Regions from separate parts of the Mus musculus genome. Here all the other regions are linked to region 4. A link is a contact called in public Micro-C and promoter capture Hi-C data. All regions are on one chromosome and are shown on one strand. Each heading gives the region's core, a stretch centred on a gene start, on an enhancer-like site or on the middle of the called end of the contact. The rest is flanking DNA. Distances are from core to core; before and after follow the strand shown. Region 1 holds the start of Cpeb1 (cytoplasmic polyadenylation element binding protein 1). Region 2 overlaps Sh3gl3 (SH3-domain GRB2-like 3). Region 3 holds the start of Ap3b2 (adaptor-related protein complex 3, beta 2 subunit). Region 4 holds the start of Tm6sf1 (transmembrane 6 superfamily member 1).

What was found. Promoter capture Hi-C pulls out the DNA fragments that hold promoters and counts their contacts. A called contact is a pair of places that touch in the nucleus more often than the background predicts.
Region 1: a Micro-C map of embryonic stem cells shows a contact between it and region 4, with 2.6 times the contacts expected there. The contact joins the promoter of Cpeb1 here to the promoter of Tm6sf1 in region 4. A contact is called at or near these places in 3 of 39 promoter capture datasets (embryonic stem cells, hippocampal neurons and second pharyngeal arch cranial neural crest), 1 of 484 Hi-C or Micro-C datasets (embryonic stem cells), 2 of 115 datasets of contacts at active chromatin or transcription factors (astrocytes and embryonic forebrain) and 1 of 9 other capture datasets (adipose tissue).
Region 2: a contact with region 4 is called in a promoter capture Hi-C map of embryonic stem cells, with 2.4 times the contacts expected there. The contact joins the enhancer-like site here to the promoter of Tm6sf1 in region 4. A contact is called at or near these places in 4 of 39 promoter capture datasets (3T3-L1-derived adipocytes, cranial neural crest, embryonic stem cells and 1 more) and 2 of 115 datasets of contacts at active chromatin or transcription factors (neural tube and stem cell-derived neural progenitor cells).
Region 3: a contact with region 4 is called in a promoter capture Hi-C map of neural stem cells. The contact joins the promoter of Ap3b2 here to the promoter of Tm6sf1 in region 4. A contact is called at or near these places in 1 of 39 promoter capture datasets (neural stem cells) and 1 of 115 datasets of contacts at active chromatin or transcription factors (embryonic stem cells).

What each region holds. Positions count from the first base shown.
Region 1 is chr7:81,452,814-81,458,025 of GRCm38.p6, forward strand. Cpeb1 (cytoplasmic polyadenylation element binding protein 1) reads right to left here and starts at 1,945. Exons shown (of 12, transcript NM_007755.5): 1 at 1,821-1,945. The coding sequence starts at 1,835.
Region 2 is chr7:82,230,950-82,236,047 of GRCm38.p6, forward strand. All of the region lies in intron 1 of Sh3gl3 (SH3-domain GRB2-like 3), which reads left to right. Among named protein-coding and RNA genes, the nearest start is that of Gm32903, 22 kb to the right of the region's middle. Within about 2 kb of position 3,257, at least 36 of the 459 cell types and tissues checked have an H3K27ac peak or open chromatin away from gene starts, as enhancers often do. A contact at or near this core is called in embryonic stem cells, where this site is marked.
Region 3 is chr7:81,492,582-81,497,842 of GRCm38.p6, forward strand. Ap3b2 (adaptor-related protein complex 3, beta 2 subunit) reads right to left here and starts at 1,344. Exons shown (of 26, transcript NM_021492.3): 1 at 927-1,344. The coding sequence starts at 1,039. BC048679 (cDNA sequence BC048679) reads right to left here. Exons shown (of 6, transcript NM_001193274.1): 2 at 4,269-4,286; 3 at 3,562-3,579; 4 at 2,998-3,199; 5 at 2,545-2,792; 6 at 1,693-1,797. The coding sequence starts at 4,286. The coding sequence ends at 1,765.
Region 4 is chr7:81,857,212-81,862,161 of GRCm38.p6, forward strand. Tm6sf1 (transmembrane 6 superfamily member 1) reads left to right here and starts at 1,790. Exons shown (of 10, transcript NM_145375.4): 1 at 1,790-2,329. The coding sequence starts at 2,238.

The sequences.
Region 1 (5,212 bases), core at 695-3,194, 400 kb before region 4:
TGTTTAAAAAAAAAAAGAAAAGAAAAGAAAAGAAGAAAAGAAGATCTTGTGTCCTTACACTCAAAAAGAGCATGCGAAAGTGGAAACTCGCCTCATCAAAGTCTCCACTGGTACACGTGGCCCGAATCACCTAAGAGGTGGCCTGGAGAAAGCTGGTACACGCGTGCCTTTCCAGAACACTAAACTCGACCCACTGGCCCCAGCAAATGACGCAGCCCAGCAGTTTACCCAGGTGCCAGAAGAGAGTGGGGAGGCAGCCCGGTAGCCAGGGAGACCAAAGGAAGCAGTTGCCAGAGAAATGCGTTCATCAGAGTCGGGCCTGGAGGCCGCGGTGGGGGATGGGGCGGCCTGAGGCTGGCAGCCCCAGGCTATTCCAGGTCTCCGGTGCTTCCGACATTTCCACAGGCTTAATTCTATCTGAGGGCAGGGCAGAGTCAGCCTGCAAGGCACAAAGTGCCACTACAGAGCACGGTGCTAACTAACGCCTGCGAGGCTGCACAGAACGAGGCTGCATAGGACCCTGGAGCCCAGGTGCTCCGTGCTTTCTGGTGTTGCGGGCCACTTTGCAGGAACCGTGGCCTTGCAGAGCCCCCTGGAAATGAGGCTCGTGACCGTGAGAGGCTGGAACCGCACAGCAACCCACACGGGTGGCCTGCGCTGCCCACCGAGGACGCTCTTTGCTGACATGGGTCCCCCTGCCTAGGCATGGGCCTCCCCCCACACACACCCCGTTGCGTCTAGGCCCCCAGTGAAGCAGCCTTGTCAGCCCTACCCGCCCAGCGTCCAGCCTCCGCTCCCCCAAACCAGAGGTCAGGGCTGGAGGCCACGCGAGCCCATCTGCAACCCGACACCCCCGAATTTGGACACCTGGCCTTGCTGGCTGAGAAACGCTGAGCGACACCCTCGAGGCCACATGAGTGCGTCCCGCCAGGCCGCCCGAGTGAGGCAAGCGGACGCCGCCGAGGACTAGCTGGCTTCCCGCCTGCGCCCCCTCGCGGGCTGCTCAACTCCTCCTCCCCTCCGGGCCCGCGCCCCCCAGCCCCGCGAGGCTCCCGGGGACAGCCCTCGAAGCCCGGTCACACGCACGTGCGACCTCACCTGGCCCGGTCCACCCTCGGGGCTAGGGCTCCGGGAGCAATCGAACGTGTGAAGCCACGTGACTTCCCCGGGCTTGGAAAGAGCGCGGCCCGCACGAGGGGCCCGAGACCTCGGCTTTAAAGGAGCCATGTCAGCGCCGTCGTGGCGCGTCTCCCCCTGCGCCGCCCCAGCCTGAGGGGGTCTCCGCGGCTCGCTGCTGCGCCGCCCGCAGCGAGCCGCCAGCCCCTGCCTCCTGCGGGACGCCAAGGCGACTCTCGGGGAGAGAGAGAGAAGGAAAGAGAGAGACGGGAGCCGCGGGCACCGCCGGCCAGCCGGCCGGCCGCTCGAGCTCTCCCGTGCGACGGCTGCGGAAAAAGGAAGTGTTGGCGTCCGGGCGCCCGTCCGCGCGGCCGGCTCCTGTCTGGACGTATGTTCGAGGCCACCGAGAGTTGTGCAAGTGCAGCTCCGAGGCCCCGGCGGTCGCCCCCGAAGGGCCGCGGCGCCTTTAAGCCCAAAGGCCTGAGTCACGAGGAAGCTCCCTGCCCCTCCCCGCGCGCCCCACACCGCTCCACGAGGCCCACGACCGCGGGCATGTGACCGGCGCCCCGCCCGGGACGCTAACCCGGGCGGCGGTGAGGGGGCCCTGTGAAGTGGCGAGACTGCGCGCGGACCGTTAGCCGAGGCGGCCGGCGGGGACAGCAGCCCCGCCCGGCCCGGCCCCGCCCCGCCCCGGCGGCTCTTACCAGAGAGAAAGCCATGGGGTCCGGCGTGGCCCTAAGGGACTGGCGGGCGGGCGGGCGCGCGGGCCGGCGGGTCTGTGCGGCGCGGGACGCGCACACACGTGGGCACTATTTTTGCAGCGAGCAGCGCACGACTCCGCACCCCGGCGGCTTATAAAGCTCCGCGGCGCTGGCCTGACGAGGAGCACCTGTGTCGGCCCCGCCCGGCCTCGTCCCCGCCCCCGCCCCCTGCGCTCCTTCCTGCCGTCCAGACCCGCGCTCCGCCGCCCACCCTGGGCCTGGGGGTCCGAACGGGGGGTGGGGGTTAGTTCTGAGGCTCGAGCCAAGACAGACCACCACTGCCTCCCCGGAGCCCGAGGGGGCTCAGGCCTGAGCAAGTCCCTCGCCCGGTGACCCTGACCATTTCACTCTCCCGCGGGCCTCAGTTTCCCTACAGATTTACAAGACCCTGGGATGCCCCGCTGCGCCGGTGACGTGCGCCCCCCCCCCAAAAAAACGTATAACCACGCCTCTCCTTTGCTAGTGACCTCTCGGGTGGAAGCCCCGGTGGCACCGAACCCAGCCCCTCCACCCATCCCCACCTGCAGCAGACACGCCCTCACTTCAGACCGACTGCCACTGCATCTGGAGCGAGCTGGAACCCGGAGCGCAGGCGTCAGGGGATTCGGGAAAGTTCCGAAAACAGCAGTGATCCTCTTCGGATTGCAGTTCCCCAGGGAAACCGCTCCCGACGCTCCCTCCAGAATGACAGGACGCTTTACTGACAAAATTCGGGGCAAGAGATCAGGGTGAGCGAAGCTGTTGTTCCGAGAGGCGTCATGGGCCAGCTAGGGCTGGACCAGACCGGAAGCCCAAGCGAGCGCAGAGGCGGAGATGGCATTCCGGGCTGCAGACCAGGGAAGGCGGAGAGGGAGGAATGCACTGAGAGGCTCAATCTGACTAAGACCAGCTAATGCGTGTTGGTGCCACAGGAGGGAAGCCCGAGCCCAGTTTCTGAAGGGCTTTTATTCTGCAGCTAGCTGGAAACTAGAGGAAAGGTGAACAAGCTTGGAAGTTGCCAGGTCTCTTTTAAGGTGTTGCTGGAGAGTTGGAGGTGGGAAATAAGCCACTAGGTTGGTTAAGAAAGAGAACAGAGCTTATTGAACATTTCTAAGTGTTTTATATGTTATACTTTTTATTCAGCGCGTATTATACTCAAGGTTCCTCCTGACAGGTGAAGAAGCTGTTACCAACTTGCTGGCAGGTTTGTGAGGCAGGAACGTATAAGCTTCTGCCCAGGGTATTAAGAAAGGAAGCCTACGGTCCTAGCCTAGTGTGTTTGGAGAAGGTGGGGAAGAGGACAGATGCTGGAGTTAAAGTGCAGAGGGAGCTGAATGACAGCTGGCTAGTCTCCATTCTGTGGTCGTTCCCAAGGGTTACTGAAGTCCTAAGCAGAAAGGGTGGTTACAGTATGGAGAACCCATCCCCTTAGGAGCAGCCCAACCCCCATCTTGGCAGCATAGGCCTGATAAATCAAACCTAGTATTTCTTGCTTCTCTTCTCTTCCTATTCTGAGAGGTGCCACACTTAGATGCCTACAACATGGGAACTGTAAGTGAGGGTGTATGAGATGCTCTGAAGACCCAAGGCATATCTGGAAAGACCGATGGCATCTATGACTAAGACATCCATGGTGGCTTAGGCCCATAACTGCAATACTATCACAGATGAGGCAGAAGGAGGGGTGCCTTGCATCCGAAGGCAGTTAGGAACTACAGTCTGAAGGAAGTCTACCTCAAGGAAATAAATTAATTAATTAACTAATTAATTAAATGGAAGGAATAGGTTAGCCGATAGGCATCAGAAACCTCTAAAATATCTCATCTTAAGGTCGCCATGTACCTTAGTAGCTGCCAATTTGTGATCCTTCACATCCAGTCCTCCCTGACCCAAAGTTAAACAAGATAAGAATCTAAGACTTGAAATGGCACCTGAGGGCCTATGGGAATGGATACCTGAAAAAATATAAAGTTTCAAGCTCCCAGCCTATAAGAAAGTAACTTTGAACACAGATTTCTGCTGCTAAATCACCGTCCCTAAACCTAGCCAAAGGCAGGAGGAGTGGAGTATTTTCTGGGCATTCAAGCGTGTACTTCTCACACTTCTAAATGCTTTGCTTGTTAACTCATAGGTAAAGAGGCTGCTGTTCAAAGAAGGAACATGCTTGGCTTCAGCTGTTTGGGAGACTGAGGCAGGAGGGAGGATTGCAAATTTAAAGCCAGCCTGTGAGGACAACTTAGTAAGCCTGTGTGCCCCTACCCTACATTCCCTCACCACACCCCCAGACTCAAGAGTAGAGTTGGGAATATAATCAATAGGTGTGCTTGTCTAGTACATACAAGACTCCAGGGTCAACCCCCAGTATACTACAAAAGAAGGCAATTAAGTGACTTCCTCAAGGACCCCTTGCCAACAGGGGCAAATGGAGAACTCAGACCTGTCGTTTTCTGTTTTCATAGTCTGATGAGAGTAAAACCTTTGGCATCTCCAGCTTCCTTTCATATTTTACATCTATTATTTATTTGTGTGATATGGATACAAGTGGAGGTCAGAAGACACTCGCAGCTCTCTCCTTCTACTCTGTGGGTCATGGGGCTTGAGCTCAGGTCATCAAGCTTGGTAGCAAATGTCTTTACCTGGTGAACCATCTTGCCCTGCCTCACCCCACCCATTTTTTGAACTGACTGAGTCCTTGATCCTCCTACCGGGTGTATGTGTGTGGTATACATGTCTATATGTGCAAGTGCATGCACATACACACACAGAGTAATGAATTTTTTAAAGTCCAGAGGATCAGCCTCACTTTTATCATATATAAATGTAAAATTGAAATAGGTTAAATATATAAATGTGAAAAGTTGTTTTTGGAATTTTAAAGAAGAATATAGGAGAACATCTTTTTTAATTTGTTAAAGTCTAGACTCACAACCAAAAATATTTTAATTTGTTGTTTTGGTTTTTTGAGGCAGGGTCTCACCATGTAGCCCAGGATAGTCTTGAACTGAGACTCTCTTGCATTTACCTCCTAAGGTAAAACTCATAGGGTTATAAGTCTATGCTATGTGGCCTAGAAGGAGACATTTTTATTGCCTCAGCCCATAGACAAATTCTTCAAATTATAAACAATAATAAAAAATGAAAATGATAAATTTGATCACACTATAGTTTAAAGCTTTATGAAAAATATTTAAAGCTGGAAATAATATCAAGGTCTTCAAAGATCTAAGATAGTTTGGATATCTAAGAACTTCTATTCTCCACAATGCAGTCAATAAAATATGTTCTGTGAGCAAAATTTCCCAAGATCAATAAATAACTGTGTATGTGTGCTGTGTGTATTTATGTGCACATGAGCA
Region 2 (5,098 bases), core at 2,007-4,506, 380 kb after region 4:
CATTCAGCAGTTCTCTCCTGACTCCAGATAGTGAGATGGTTATTTAATCGGCTAGCTTTATTTTATGGTTTGTTTTCCTGGGAACTGTGTATTCAGGCTGTGGGATTTTGCTCTCTTTGCAAGGATCACAGATGCTTACAGAAGGCCCAAGACTTCTGGGTGAAGGCAAATGGGTTTGTCCCTCACTTTGCTGGGCACCTCTCTGTGCACCTACTGAGCCTCAGAGCTCAGACACCAGTGAGCTGAGTCCCACGTGGATTGCTGGAGGCGAGGAAGCCTGAGCCGAGGGATCTGGGATGTTTATAATGGGCTGTAAGCTAGCCTGGCCTTTGCCCCAGGGGAAAACACTGTCTGCTACACTGGATAGGAAGCATGCCTGTGTGTGCATTTCTTTGGGGAGAGACACTGATATTCTAAGCCTGTTTGTTATATAAATGACTTGAATGGTCCAGAGTGAAAGGACCAGAAACCTGAGACCCAGGGACAGTGCTCTCCCTGAGGTGTAATCTACTTGTTACTAATTTGTGTGTGACAGTTCATCGATCACTGTATTTCCATGCTAATGCATAGGTATTGCAGCTTCAGGCATTGCATTGGATGGAGAATGCTGTCTGCAGAGGGGCAGGTACCAGATGAGCTAACACAGGGTCACTGCAGTGGAGGTGGGACAGGGACGAGGCTGAGCTGCAGATGGCAGAGAACTGGGAGGGCTCCTGGGATGGAGAGAGACGCGTCAGCAGTGAGTCTTTGGATCTTAAACTATATTATGTTGGGACTGGGATGGTTTAGTGGGTAATGTGCTTGCTGAACAAGCATGAAGACTCAAGTTCAAATCCCTAGAACCCACTAAGAGCTGGTGTGGCAGTGCTGGAGAGGGAGAGAGAGAAGTGAGTTGGTGAGCTCCAGGTTCCGTGAGAGACCACATCTCAAAGGATAGGATGGAGAGCAGAAGAGGAAGGTCAGCAGCACTGACCATGAGGGTACATGGTCAAGGGCACCCACACACGCTGCTTATGCACACACAAGTAACACACATGCATACACTCCTATAAGTATATACACTCTCACATACACACACTCCCACACACACTTGCAAACTCTCATGCACTCTCACACGTAGATGCAAACACACATACACACAGAGATGCAAACACACACACACACATATACTCACACGCACACACAAACACACACACATTACTCAGTCATTTTTATCTATTTATTGCATAATGGAAATTTGCAAAGAAAGTATGTTTTAACTGTGCATCGAGGTAATAGATGCTTGCTTGACTATGTAAATTATGACTGTCTGAAGAATACAGTGAACACCTGAATAGATACAAAACAAATCTAAGCAAAAACCCAAACAAAAATATAAGGACACACACAAATTAAAAATTGTTTTTCTGAAAAAAAAAAAAAAGAGTGGAGGAAAACAGAGGGGTGGAGAGAGGGCGCTCAGTAGGTACAAGTGAGACAGAAGGAGGATTTTCTGGGGTGCAACTGCAGGTTAGGGTGACCCCAGACAGCAGTAACATACAGGACAGCTGACAAAGACACACGTAAGGACTAGAATTTCTTACTATAAAGATGTTTAAGGGGCTGGTGAGGTGGCTCAGTGGGTAAGAGCACCCGACTGCTCTTCCAAAGGTCCGGAGTTCGGATCCCAGCAACCACATGGTGGCTCACAACCATCCATAACAAGATCTGATGCCCTCTTCTGGAGTGTCTGAAGACAGCTACAGTGTACTTACATATAATAAAAAAAAAAAAAAAAAAAGATGTTTAAGATGATAAGTTTACCCTCAGTTAAACATTATACAATAATACATGTGTTAAAATATCACTTGGGATCTCATAAATATGTAAATCGCTTGTTTTATGTATCTGCTAAATTAATTTAAAAAATAAAAATACACAACTGAATGAACAAAAAATGTTTTTGAGACAAGCTTTCACTGTAGCCCTGTCTGGCCTGGGACTTGCTATGTAGACTACTAAGCTGGACTCAAACTTACAGAGATTCCCCCTACCTTTGCCTTCAGGGCGCTGGAATCAAAGGCATGTGCCACCACACCTGACCTGTATTTAAACGTTTAAAGCATTGTATTTACTTGTTTTGTAAATAGGGTGCATGAGTGTGCAGATATGTGCAGTATCCATAATGTGTGGAGGTTGGAGGACGACTTTAGGGAGTTAATTCTGTCCTTCCATTATGCGGGGTCTGGATCAAATTCAGGTGCCAGGCCTGGTGGCAATGTGTAATGTGTTTACCCACTGAGCAATCTCTCCAGTCCAATTTTTCCCCCTTAGGCATGACAGGAGGCAGGAACACTTACACCGCAGAGCAAAGGTGAAGAGGCTCCGCCCCGACCCAGGCTCTGTGGGGCAGAGTGGCCTTGCTCAGCATTTCAAATAAAGGAGGCTTCGTACTAGAGTTTTTCTGTATAGATGCCTAGAGCCTGAGATTAGAAATTCCCAGAAGCTGCTCCTGCCTCTGGGTTCAGGGGCCAGAGGGAAGAAGTGACTATACACAGCCTAAAGTTCAGGGGAGGGGTTTGAAAGAGGCACACTCTCGACCCTGCTTCTCCTCCCGGTGTGCCTCTTTCAGAGTGAAATTGGCCAGGAAGCCTGAGCCATGCGGGTGCAGAGAAGCACCAATGAGGTGGACTCGAGAGTGTTGGGTCCAGGCAAGGGGCAGTAAATGGACAGACCGCTTCACAGGCCTTGAGCAGCAAAGGGCTCGGATTACAATGTCCTCCAAGGACTGGAAAGGTGCAGTGCTCACTTTATGGCCATTTCTCGGGACTGCGGGCCACCATGTTGGTTTGGAGCAGATGGTTGGTGAAATGTGCCCTGGACAGCATGTGCTTTGCAAAACCAAATTGAATTACTTCATGATTTGTATGCAGGTTTGAAGTCACAGTCATAATGTCTGAGGTCTTTATCCAGCCCTTCTTCCTGTCTCCTGGGGAGGGGCAGCATGCAGGAGAAAGGGCAGAGCAGGACATGCTGGCTTGGGATATCTGGAACTCAAGTGTTGTCAGCTGGGGTATCAGTAACAGTTTAACTACTGATGGTCAGTGCCCCCACTGAGGACCTCCTGGTGAAAGGGGATCAGGGAGATGTGGAGGGGTACAGTTAGGTCCCTAGGAAATCCTGGACAAATGGGCGAGGTGCCTATTAACATATCAAAGGGATCAGCCATTGGCCTCCAGGATCTCCTAGCATTTCAAAGATCTGTTACAGAGCCCTGGCTCCTCTCCAGAGCTTCTCACCCTCAACCCCTGCCTTAAACTCCTCCACCCCCTCCCTTCCCTTCTCCTTCTCCTTCCCTCCCCTTCTCTTCCCTTCTCTTTCCGCCCTGCCCCAGCTTCTCTTTCCTGCTATATAAAACAGTTTGGCCACATGTTCTCTTGGTTCATTTCCTGGTCCCCACTCTTATCTCTCTCTCTCCTCTTCCTCTTTCACTACCCCACCTCCCCCCGCCCCATGGCCTGGTTTGTTCTGCTGTCCATGTTCAGTCTGAACTCTTGCAGATGCCTCTGGCCGCTCTCTCCCTCACACCTACAATAAATACCCTCCTGGGCGAGGCCATGTCCTCACTTTCCTTCAGGCACCGACTTTCTCCAGTCAGAGAAGCTACAGGAGTGAGACGCTATCCGGACAGGAAGTGTGCTTGTATACTTTGTCTCTGTCTCTCTCTGTCTCTCCATCTCTCCACCCTCTCACTGGGAGGCCATTACTTCTCAGCACTGGAGCACCGTGTACAGCTGTGGTGCAAGTTTACAGCTTATGCCCTGGGGTATTTTCTCTGCCAACAGCCCCCTTCCGACTCCTGTAATGTGGACGGGGACAGTGTGACCTGTCAGGCTCACTTCCCTGCAGGGCTGGAGGAGGAGGAGGCCTCCTTGACCTCATTTTTTGCAGGTGTGTTGGGTCTCATTTAGGCAGTCCTCCTGCAGGTGCTCACAACACTCCCTCATCCCATGATTGATTTCTAACCTTATTTGGCCATGATAGCTGTGATAAGTGCTCTGAAGAGAGCTGGACGACTGTTTTTTGACTGCCATTTCTGTTGTGTTTTATAACAAGAAAGAGAAAGGGGTATGTTTGGTGGAGGTTTCTGTATGGTGTGGGGGAGGGGATGCCTCTGCGGGACCATGCTGAGGCATCCCTTCCCCCTGAGGTACCAGCCACACAATGTTATAGTATAGAATAGAGTTTATTCAGGGAATGGGGAGGGGAATTGAGGGGAGTAGTAGAGACAGAAAATGGCGGGGGGGGGGGGGGGGGGAAGAAGGAGGAGGAGAGGAGGCTGGCCATCTGCACGTGGAGATGGGGGAGGGGAATGGGGAGAGAGAGGAAAGAGGGTAAGGGAAGAAGAGAAAAAGGAGAAGAGAGTGAGGAGGGTGGGGGCGAGTAGCCCCTTTTATAGTGAGTCAGGCACACCTGACTGTTGCCAGGTGACTGTGGGGCAGAGCCTAGACAAAAATGCCAAGAATATCAATGTCAGGAAGAAAAGGAGAAATGTCAGAAGGTTTAAAATCTATTCTGAGGTCAGATGAATGGTCTTTTCTCTTCAGACTTTTAAGAGACACTTTGGTGTCTCATATCCTTCCACACAGTAGTTAAGCCCATGTGGCCGTTGGTTTCAAATATGAGTCTTGAGGGATGAGTCTTCCTGTTTTAAGAGACTCTAGAGAAATCCAGGCTGGCTTTTCATGTGTGACTTTCTGCTGAACGGAAAGTTTTGCTGTTGTTCTGTTTACTTTTAACCACTGACCCCCCCCCCCCCCCCCCCCGCTTCACCCGTGTAACGTTGTGATTCTTGTAAAGTAATTCAAATTCTGAAGTTGAAAGAACTCAGTGGGGAAACCCCCACTCAGCTCCTGATTCGGCGTGCACCCAAGAATCGCGAATAGAACACAACACCTTGATGTAACAACAAGAGGTTTTTTAATGGTGGAGCTCCGGGTCGAAACGTATCTCACACAACAGGAGACAGTGGATTCGACCACGAGGCTTGGAAGCTAGGGGGTTTTATAGAAAAGGAGTGGGGCTGGGGGAGGAATTGGCGCGGTTTCACATGATTGGT
Region 3 (5,261 bases), core at 94-2,593, 370 kb before region 4:
CTCACAGCTGCATCCTGTTCTCAAAAGTTGCACTTTGCATATCAGTTGACTGACTTTTAAGGGTTTGTTGCTGTTTGCAGCTGCTTGAGCATGTGAGGCCTAGCACTGACCATGCAGGGTAAGGAACAGGGTCACCCGATCATTAGTAATAAAAATCCAGTGGGACTCGCACTCGGTGAACCTGCCTGGTTGAGTGACCCTTCTGAAGAAGTGCATTCGCTTGCGCCTTGTGCTCTGGATTGTGTGGTGATTTCCCTGAGACCCCAGACCCATTTCTAACACGAGAGTACCTTCCTCCCTGAAATGGAACATGTCTTGCACTCCCACTCCTGACCCTTGAATTGTCAGGGCTACAATTGTGCTCCCGGTTGGAACAATCTATTGGCTCCTGTTCACTACTCCGTTCCGTGACTAACAGGTCCACAGGCCTTTAATTAATGTGCTATTGAATTTATGAACAAATAAATGAATGAGTCAAAGGTAAGATTCAAACCAAGTAGGGCTGAATCATAGGGCAATGTGGGGGTTGGGGAAAGATGGAGAAATTAATTTGCAGGAGGAGCCAGTTTCTCAGTCTACATCCAGGGCCGGCTTCCTGGAGTGGACCACACTCAAACTCCAGTTCCCCAATTCAGACCCGTCCCCTACGGAATTGGTTTTGGGGGTTTTGTTTTGGTTTCTCTTTGAGCCAGCGAATAAAAGGCTGCAAACATCATCGCAGCTGTTCCATAAGGACCCCGCCTGTCTGGTCCCTCCCCCACCAGCCTTGGGTCCCCCGCCCCTTCGTAGCTAAAGGCGAAGTGGCCCTGCTGCGGGAACCCCGGGAAGCGCGCAGGGCGGGTCTGGGTCGGCAGGGCCGCAGCCTCGCGGGCGCTGTCCATGGTGCCTGCGCGCCAGCCGCACCCGGCCGGCGCTCGCTAGCTCACCGCTTGTAGTCCGAGGAGAAGATACCGCCGCTCGCCGGGTCGTGGCCATATTCTGGCTCCCCGGGACCGGCTGAGCCGCCCTTGTCTTCGCTGTAGGCCGGAGCGGCCGACATGGATCTGCGCTGAGGGGTGGCTGAGCGGCCGGGTTGGGCTTTGGTCGAGGAATGGGATGCACGCCTAGCTCTGCGGAGCTGCAATCTGCGCGGCGGAGGCAGCGCGCAGATTCAGCAATCAGGGCTGAGCGCTAAGGTTCTTAAAGGGACCGGCACCACCCGCGGAGTGCAGGGTTGGGGTGAGCTGACAGGGGACGGAGGAACAGCGCCTGCCCTGTCCCAATCTCTCAGAACTCTCTGGCAACTGCAAGCATCTAAAGGTCTCTCACAGTGAGCAAGGCTGCAGGGCTGATGACTGTATAGTCTTTGGAGGGATGCGGACCTCCTGCCTCCGCCCTCCCGATCACCTGACCTCCACGGACCCGCCCACCCATGCAGTGAGAGAGGGGGACGTGAGGGACACTGAAAGAAGGCCATACTCGCAGGCCTGGGTTGGAACATCTACCTTGGAGATTTAGGGGTGGGTACCTTTCCATCCTTTTTCACACAGTCTAAATCCCTCTGAGGATAACCTGCTTACTCACTGGGAATCATAGCAACTTCCTGGAAGAAGTGGAATTTAAGAGGAGGCTGACCCAGGAAGCAAGTGCTAAGGGCATTCTGGGAGCAAATCAGTTCTAGGTGGAGTAAAGAGAACCTCCAACATCCTAATTACGTTTGGGAAAATACTTTAATGATCCCTTCTGAAACCTCTTTTGGCCCATTCAGGAGGACCCAAGGTCACATTAATCACTGGTTAGGTTCCTGTCCATTGACATCTAGAAGGGAAAGAAGACGAACAGATTGAGTTAGGGTCTGGTGTAATTGCCAGGTCTCCAGGACTTTGTGATTTATCAAGCTTAGCTCCTAAGACCCAAGGAAGGAAGGAAGGGAGGAAGGAAGGAAGGAAGGAAGGAAGGAAGGAAGGAAGGAAGGAAGGAAAGCAAGAAGAAGGATTGTAGCTAGTTCTGGATTAGAGAGAACACCCTGGACTAGGCTGATGGTGAATTGTTTATCTTTGGTCTAGATTTTGGACATGAGGTTGAGTGATTGGGAACTCCTGGCCAGGCTCATAGAATGGAAGTATTCCCAAGGACCGAGATTTGTAGACTAGGGTCCCAATTCTCTAAGATCAGAATTGGTGGACTGTTTGGAAAAGGATGGAACTGAGAAAGGCGGACTTTGGATCAATAGAAAGTTCTACTGCAAAAAGAAGGATGGAGTTGGAGCAGCCCCTGGGTTGGAGATCGGTCATGTTCAGTAAATATATCTGCTCAGGATCTAAGAACAGTAGCCTGAGGTCTACCTGGCGCTAAAGGGTTTCAAAGTGTGTAACTTCAAAAATAGGTACACCTATTCTGGGGACTTTAGATTGCCAGAGTAAAGAGTTTAAGATGAAAGGAACCTGGTCTGGGTGTAGTGGAGAGGGGAATCATCTGAATTATGCTGGAGCAAGTTGGTTAGGTGCCTTTGTTAGCAGACTGGGGCTGGCATGGGATGTGGGCAGGTAGAAGAGAGGCACTTACTGAGTCCATGCCCAACAGGTTCAGTGCAAAGTGCACACAGTTGCTGCTAGTGGGATGGTAGGGAGGAGGATCGTTGTCCATAGCTTCTCGCACGCGGCTCTCCAGCACCCTAGGGTCAACGCCACCGCGCCTGCGTAGCACACGCCAGAGCTGTCGGGAGCGCTGCAGAGCTCTGTGCCCCTGTTTACACACGACACCCTCACAGTAACCCAGAAACGTTTGTACTCCATTCTGGTTGGAGGTCCTGCCTGTGGGGATAGCAGGCCCAAAATCAGAGCAAATCGGAGCTAGCTTTGGTGCGACTCAGTAATCTGCCCTAGCATTTCCTCAAATTGAAGCCCCACACCCTTGGCTGCCCAACCCTCTCTCCCCCATCTTCAGAGACCTACACCTTCGTCCTAATTTTCGTCCCAGCACAGCTTGCTCACGAGTGGCCAAATTTCTTTTGCTCACCCTCAAAGTGTATGATCTCTCCTTGGCCGCAGTAAACACCCACGTGGGCCCCGCACCACTGTGCCTTAGGGGTCTGCAACTTGAACAGGAACAGGTCTCCAGGCTGAGGCTCGTAGTTTTCTAACTCCACCTCCTGGAAGTTCTGACCCATGAGTGCCTCAGAGAAGAAGAACTGAATGGTGCTGGATGCTCCTACCAGGGTCTAAGAGAAGAAAGGTCGCAGACTGCAAGGTGTGTGCACACACACAGCTGGGTCATCCCACTCATCGCAGAGGGTAGACCTGGCTTGGGGCTGGGCCCTAGGCAAAAGGTCTTTGCTGACTCACACCTGCCTCCCTGTCCTTGAGGGACTCCAGAGGCCTGGATATCACGGATATGCGCTGCCTTGAGCCACCCGCTAGGGACGTCATGGTGTCCAGCAATTGGGACCTCCTCTCCACCCGTAGTTACCCGCTTATTCCCATTCCTTTCAATCTCCCTCCCCCTGCGCCGGTCTCCTTCCTCATCAACCGTCCATGTTGCCTTTTCTGCAAGCAACACCGCCTTCTGGGTGTCAGCTGGTACCTGGGTTGAGATGAGGGACTGAAGAAACAGGAAAAGTGCAGTGAGGTTGGGCCAAGGCCAATCTCTCCCAATTCCAATAACCTCAGTAGCAAACATGCATTCATTTGCTCCTTGCTACAATTCTCCAGATCAGTTGAATATTCTTATTTTCAGGAGGAAATTGAAGAACATCAACTCTTGCTAATCTGTGTCCACATGACCATCAGGGTCTCATATAATAAATACCATTGCATTTTTTTTTCTATAATGAACTGAAAAATCCAGTTTAGTTCCTCGTCTTTTCTGGGAACAGAGGGTGATTTCACTGCCTGGGTTATATCTAAGGTTTGATTTCAGAGGTGGTGGGGGCAGATCGACAGAGAGAGAGAGAGGGAGAGACGGAGACAGAGAGACAGAAACAGGGGGGGGGGAGTGGAGGGGAGTGAAGGTAAGATATGGAAACAAGTGACCATGACCATGACCATGACCCCAGGGCTCTGGGTATCTTTGTGTTCTTGTGCCCTTTGGTCAGGAGTCATCTACCTAACATCCGCCGAATAGGGAGAGCGCTTCTTTACTTCCAGCTTCCCTCTCATCCCGTCTTACCCACCGAGTCAAGCAAAAGTCACAGCTATGGAAGAGGGTGAATTGTCCTAACCCCTGCAGAGGTGGCTGCCACCCTGCCCGAGGAAGAGACAAGATGAGCCAAGGACTTCTGCTCCATTTACCTGGCACTTGAAGCTCATCTAGGGAGAGAGAAACCAGTCATTACCACCTGCTGCTTCACCTCTGCCCTCCCACTCTGATGGCTCAATAGCTGCATGCTGTGTCTTAAGTCTGCACTAGGTGGCTGGTCACAGATTGAGAGACCTATGTCACCTCTCCATATGGGACATCAAAAAGTCCCCCCTCTCTGTCTCTCTGTCTCTCTCTCTCTTTCTGTCTCTCTGTTTCTCTCTACAGAGACTCTGTCTCCCTCCCTCCCTCTCTGCCTGCCTTCCTCCTTTCCACCCTCACTCCTTCCTTCATCTTCCTCATCTGTGAACTGGGAACAATAAGGTTGGAGAACTGGGCATCCCTGTGAAGCTCTAAGAGCTCTTTGTGATTAACCAAGGCCAGAGGGCAGGGTTTGTTTATCTAAGGTCTGGCTGGCTCCTAAACTTGCACATTTGCCTGTGCATGCGCATTTGGGCGCCAAGTGGAAGGCTGGGGAGAGTACATCTTTCTCAGCTCAGAGGAGAAGAACAATGGCCACCAAAGGCTGGTGGCCTCCCTGTGACCTCTGCCTCCAAGATCAGAGGGAATCAATCATTCAACTGGAAAGTCCAGACACCCCCTCGTATTTCCCCCTGGGGTTGGGGGTGCAGGCAGGGAAGCACTCTGGACGCTGTGCCTATGCCTTGCTCCTTCAAACAGGAATCCGGTCCATGGCTGACATTCTACCCGTAATGATAATAATGTGTATTGCCAAAAGCTGTATGAAGACTCCAGTGAGCTCTAATAACAGTGTCCTGTAGATTCTATTGTCTTTCTCATTTAGAAGAAGGGGGAAGTGGGGCTCGGGTGGGGCTTGGGGAGGTTGGAAAGGTTACATCGAAAAAGTTGTAAACCAGTATTCAAACTGAGGCAATCTGACTAAATCAGCAGATAGGACTTCCAATGCTGGAGACTTTCTCGAAAGGCATAGGGAACCCCTGCCTCCAGCCCCCAGCACCAGGAAG
Region 4 (4,950 bases), core at 540-3,039:
GCTGGAACAGATCAAGACTCCCAATTGCCTTTGGGATAGTGGGAACACTGTGGGTACTGAAAATCCAACACACCCAGAACACGTTCTTTTCTAGTCTCCTCCCACTTTGTCCGATTCTTTCTGGCATCTTTCATGTCTGTCTCCTCTGCCCTCTCATTGCCATTGGGTTGGTTCTGGTCTTATCATCTCTTGGCAGGATAAATTGTAGAGGCTTCCCAACTGATCTTGCTGCCTCTTTTTCTGGAAAGCAGTTGTGCATACCACAGGCTTTTAAGATGCTTCCCTCACCAGGTCGGACCTTAGAAGTAGCTTCCTGCACTTGAGGTTTTCTGAGAGGAGCCTGATCACCTCTCTGTCCCTCAACACCTCAGTTTCCATCCGGAGCGGGTGACGCGGAGCTCAGGATGTGGCATACTCTGTGGCATTTCCCGGTACCTTTTTGTTAGTTGAGACAGAATCTCATATATCCCAGGTCGGCCTCAGACTTGCTGGGTAGCTAAGGATGACCTTGAACCAGGGACTCCCTCTGCCTCCATCTCTTAGTGCTGGGATTTCAGATGAGCCCCCATCAAAGTCAGTTCATGAAGTGCACGAGGACAGAGCCTTAAGATTTGTGCACACAAAGCAAGCACGATCAACTACACCCCCAGCCTCTATTAAGTTATTTCCATAAATATGATTCTGAATTTTAAAAAAGCCCAAGCATGGATGAGAAGGAATAGAAATGATATGCAGCAAGTGTCTAGGTAGACAAGAAAGATTCAGAGCAGCCCGAGAGACTCAGGATACACGCAGACGGCTAAAGCAGCTCGGTGTGGGATGTGGAGGAGGTTGGACTGGCTGGGAAACTGGCCTAGGAGATGGCCTGGAGGAGAGAAGGCGCTTTGGGGAATGAAGGAGGTGGTAAAGGCAAGGAGCGATCATGGAAGATCGTGAGCGATGTCCAGGTTCCCACTGAGACTTCTGGGAGAAGCTTTGCGAGATGCTGCCGTTTGGACAGTCTTTACCCTTTTGTGCCCATTGTTGGCTGAGTTTTCAAGAAAAGGGAGGGCAGATAGTAGGAGAGCTGGCTTTGGAACAACCGACTGTCCTGGTGCAGGTTCATTTTCCTCACATTGAAAATGAGCCAAATGACCTGTAAGCCTCTGACCTAAAGACAGGAAGGCGCGCACTCTGCTGCCCCCACTGTTGCTCCGGAGCCCACTTCTTTTCCCTTCCCTGGGGCCATACCAACAGGACTCAGGCCCAGGGGGCTTCCTGAGCACACCCTGCTCAAGCAGCTCTTTGGGCGGCACTCTCATGCTCTACACCCAGACGTCTGGGAATATTCCACGAAGAGCCCTAATCTTCAGGACCTGCCAGGCTAGCCGGTGGTAACCTGGCCTCCAAAAACACTCCAGGCAAGGAATGAACGCTGCCTCAGTGTCTTACATCAGGGCATTCCTCTGAGGGTCAGTTCTGCTACAAAAAAAGAAAGGGAGCAGGAGACAGACCAGTGTGCTGAGCAGTGCAGGGCAAGCACTCCACGCTTGTTAACTCGGTCGATTTCCACAATCATACGAGGGAGCAGGTTATTCCCATTTCACAGAGAAATGATACAGAATGTTTCAGTAACTTGATCAAGGTCAAGGGGCGGTGAGTGAGCAACCAAGGTGGAAAACAAATATTTCCACTTGGCACTGGAACATTGGTTGCGGACGTTGATGGCAGCTGTGTGTAGGGAAGGGGTGCGCGCGGGGGGTGGGGTGGGAGGGCGGCACAGTGTTGTTCCAGGAGCATCTGTCCCCACAGGTCTCTGAGCCGATCTCGCGGGCCTGCGGGCTCTGACACCCTCAGATCTGGCTCCACCCTCTGCTGGCCCTTGGCTCAGCCCAGCTCCGTTCCAGCTCGAGGATGCCCAGCTCCCATCTGTGACCCGCGTCCTTCGCCGGGCCCTTCCTTTTCCCATTAAAGCAAGCGTCCTGGGGCGCTTGTCTCCTCGCGGTGGCTGCTGAGCCCTTGCGTTCGTTAGCAGGAGCCTGGTGGGGACGCCTCTGGGGATCGTACAGCGGCCCTAGAGCACCCGGGTGGTGCCTCTCTCTGTGCGCGCCGGGCAGCTACGGGCGACGGGGACGCGCAGAGGAGACGCGGCCGGGGGCCGCCTGGAAGGGCAGCGGCGAGGGGCGCGGCGCCGCCGGAAGCTGAGCCAGGGGACCCCCGGCGCGATGCGGTGAAAGAAGAGCGACCCGGAGGTGGCAATGAGTGCCTCTGCGGCCACGGGGGTTTTTGTGCTGTCCCTCTCAGCCATCCCGGTCACCTACATCTTCAACCACCTGGCGGCCCAGCACGAGTGAGTGAGCGCGCGCGGGGTAGACAAGAGCCCGCAACTTTTCCGCGGGTTTGGGACCGCGGCTTTGGGACTGGGTAGCTTCCAGAAACGCCACGCCCGCAGCATGAGGGAGGCACCAGGGTCACCCGGCCCTAGGTCCTCAAACTGGGCTAGGGCAGTTCAAGGTCTGAGAGCTGGGCGCCTGCTCTTTGCCAGTACTGGGTGGGTAGCTGATATTACCAAGGTCAATACCGAAATGCCCCTGCCTCCGAGGCTCTCAGACACTAGAGGGGTGCAGAGCAACACGGAAGGCACGAACCGCCTTATTTGAAAGGAACGCTTTCCTTGTATGGACTTTCACATACTTACCATTTTATAATTTTAGAAACTGTTGTGAGCGGCTAACAGAAATAACCATGGTTTTCTGAGCCTTTGCTACTAACAGGGTGACCTGGCTTTAGTGTTCTGGTCTGTCTTTGCACCTCAAGGATCTTGTGGGAACTTTGTGCAAGGGCGCTGTGAAAGGGATAGAGGTTCGATGCTGGCCAGGAGCAAAGGTTCAGTGATCAGTTTAATGCTAAGGAACCGACGAATTCTGTAAGGGCTCTGGGTCCCAGTCTTGGCTTTCACTTCTCTAAAGGGATCACTGACTGACGAGCCCCCATGGGCAGCCGAAGGCCTGGGTGGTCAGTGGAAAGGCGCCAGCGGTGGCCCTGCTGAAGTTGATTGTGGGCTGCTGGAGGAGGAAGTAACTGGCTGTGCTTTTCATAGCAGTTGGTGCTAAGGAAATTGCATCAATCTATACCCTGCAGCCCGTGCCAGACCTCCAGACTGCTAGCGGAGTATGCACACAGTCAATGGTTTTCTCTCACTGCTGAGGTCACCTCATCCAGACGGCATGAGTGAGCACTGCGACGCTCCCTTAGACACAGGCTGCCCCTGTGCTTGGCCTTTGGTGCATCTCCTGAAGCAGCAGCTCCGAGCAGTCAGATGTTTTGTGCCTGTCAACAGAGCACAGGGACCTAGGCTCCTAAAGTAATACCATTCATTGAACACCTCTGTGCTTGGAGCCCTCGCTGAACAGGCCATGTCCTTGCTGAGGAGTCATGCATTAAAACAGACACCATCAGATATATAGAGTAGCATGCTATGAAGACAACAGAGCAGGGCATAGGGAAGGGGGTGAGCGTGGTAGGGGAAGGAAGTGGATGTGATGGACAGGCATTTGCAGGAAGAGCAATTTAGGAAGGGCTGCTGCTGGTGGTGAGGATTTGATGACATATTACTGTGTGTTACTGATCAGTGCTGAGCCCTGGTGTGGACTCGTTCCAGCCACACACACATACACACACACACACACACACACACACACACACACACACACCCTCCTGCACGGTTGGACCTGCAGGCTAAATGCCAGCAGCCCATAACGCCTCCCTTATAGCACTTCACTTTCTTCTTCCTACTGTCTCCTTTCTTGGTAAGTCTCAGAGCTACTCTAGTGTCCATGTCCTCCTCTGAGTTCGCTGGTGCTGGCTTACTCTGACACAGCCAATGGCAAAGGCTCCCTCCTGCTTGAGCCCCTTCACATCTCTGAGCCTCCAGCTCCCCCACTCCCACCCCCAATGTTGACTGTCTTTAGCACCTGCTCCACCTTCTCGCCTCCTTCTTCCTTCCTCCCCATTGCTGACTGCCGAAGACACGCTTAGCTTGACAGCCCTGAGTAAATGAAACGGTCACTTCTTCATTTGTGCATCCTCCCACTGAATCAGGGCCTTCTGCTTTGAGCCCCCTCAGCCTCATGACTCACTTTTCCCACAGAGTTCCTTCCTGTGGTCAGAGCTCACCTTCCCAGGCTGTAGCCTGTCTTGGTACTGCTCTGTCCAGCCCAGTGCCTTGTGTGTAGCAGGCATTCAGTTACACTTTCTTAACCTGGGCTTCTGTTTCCCCAGGGTCTTTTATGAAACTCAGAAATAGCCTGATCAGATAGGTTGAAGGGTCAGGAAAGGGCTTGAGGGGGGGTCTCACAATGCACCCACCTACACCTATGTTCAGTAATGGTGAGATCTGGGGACAGAGCCTTGCAGGTGTTCTGGGGTATATGTGAGCTAGGTAAGGAAGGGGGAGGGCTAGCCTGGTGTTTGTTGGGAGAGCAGCCTAGGGCTGTTTGGCAGTCCGGAGGATTCACCAAAGAGCCCCAGTAACTTTTCCCACCATTCAAGGCTAACAACCATGGCTTATTCAAAGCTCCGCTTGCCCATCACCTGCAATCCCACTTAGACCTCTTTCTGTCTGTCTCAGGCATGTGTTGTTTTCCCTAGAGGGTCTCCAAGAACAGACCTAGGAGGAAGAAATGACCTACTGCCCCAGTTTCTCTTCATTTGTCTTCCTCTCTCAGAGGTAGGGAGCATGAGAGGACAGCCTGAACTAATTCATGCTGCCTGCCATATCCCATCAGTGCCCAGCCCCGAAAGCAGGCTGGCTGTGAGCTCAGTCTTTGGTGTCCAGGGAGAGCCCTGTCTCCTGACCAGTCCCCGCCTCTGGGCTCATCCTTCACACCTTGTCACATGGCTCACCCAACTGCTCCTCTCCTCCCTGGATATCTTAGAGCAGCATCACGCTTGTGACCCATGACAGGTTCT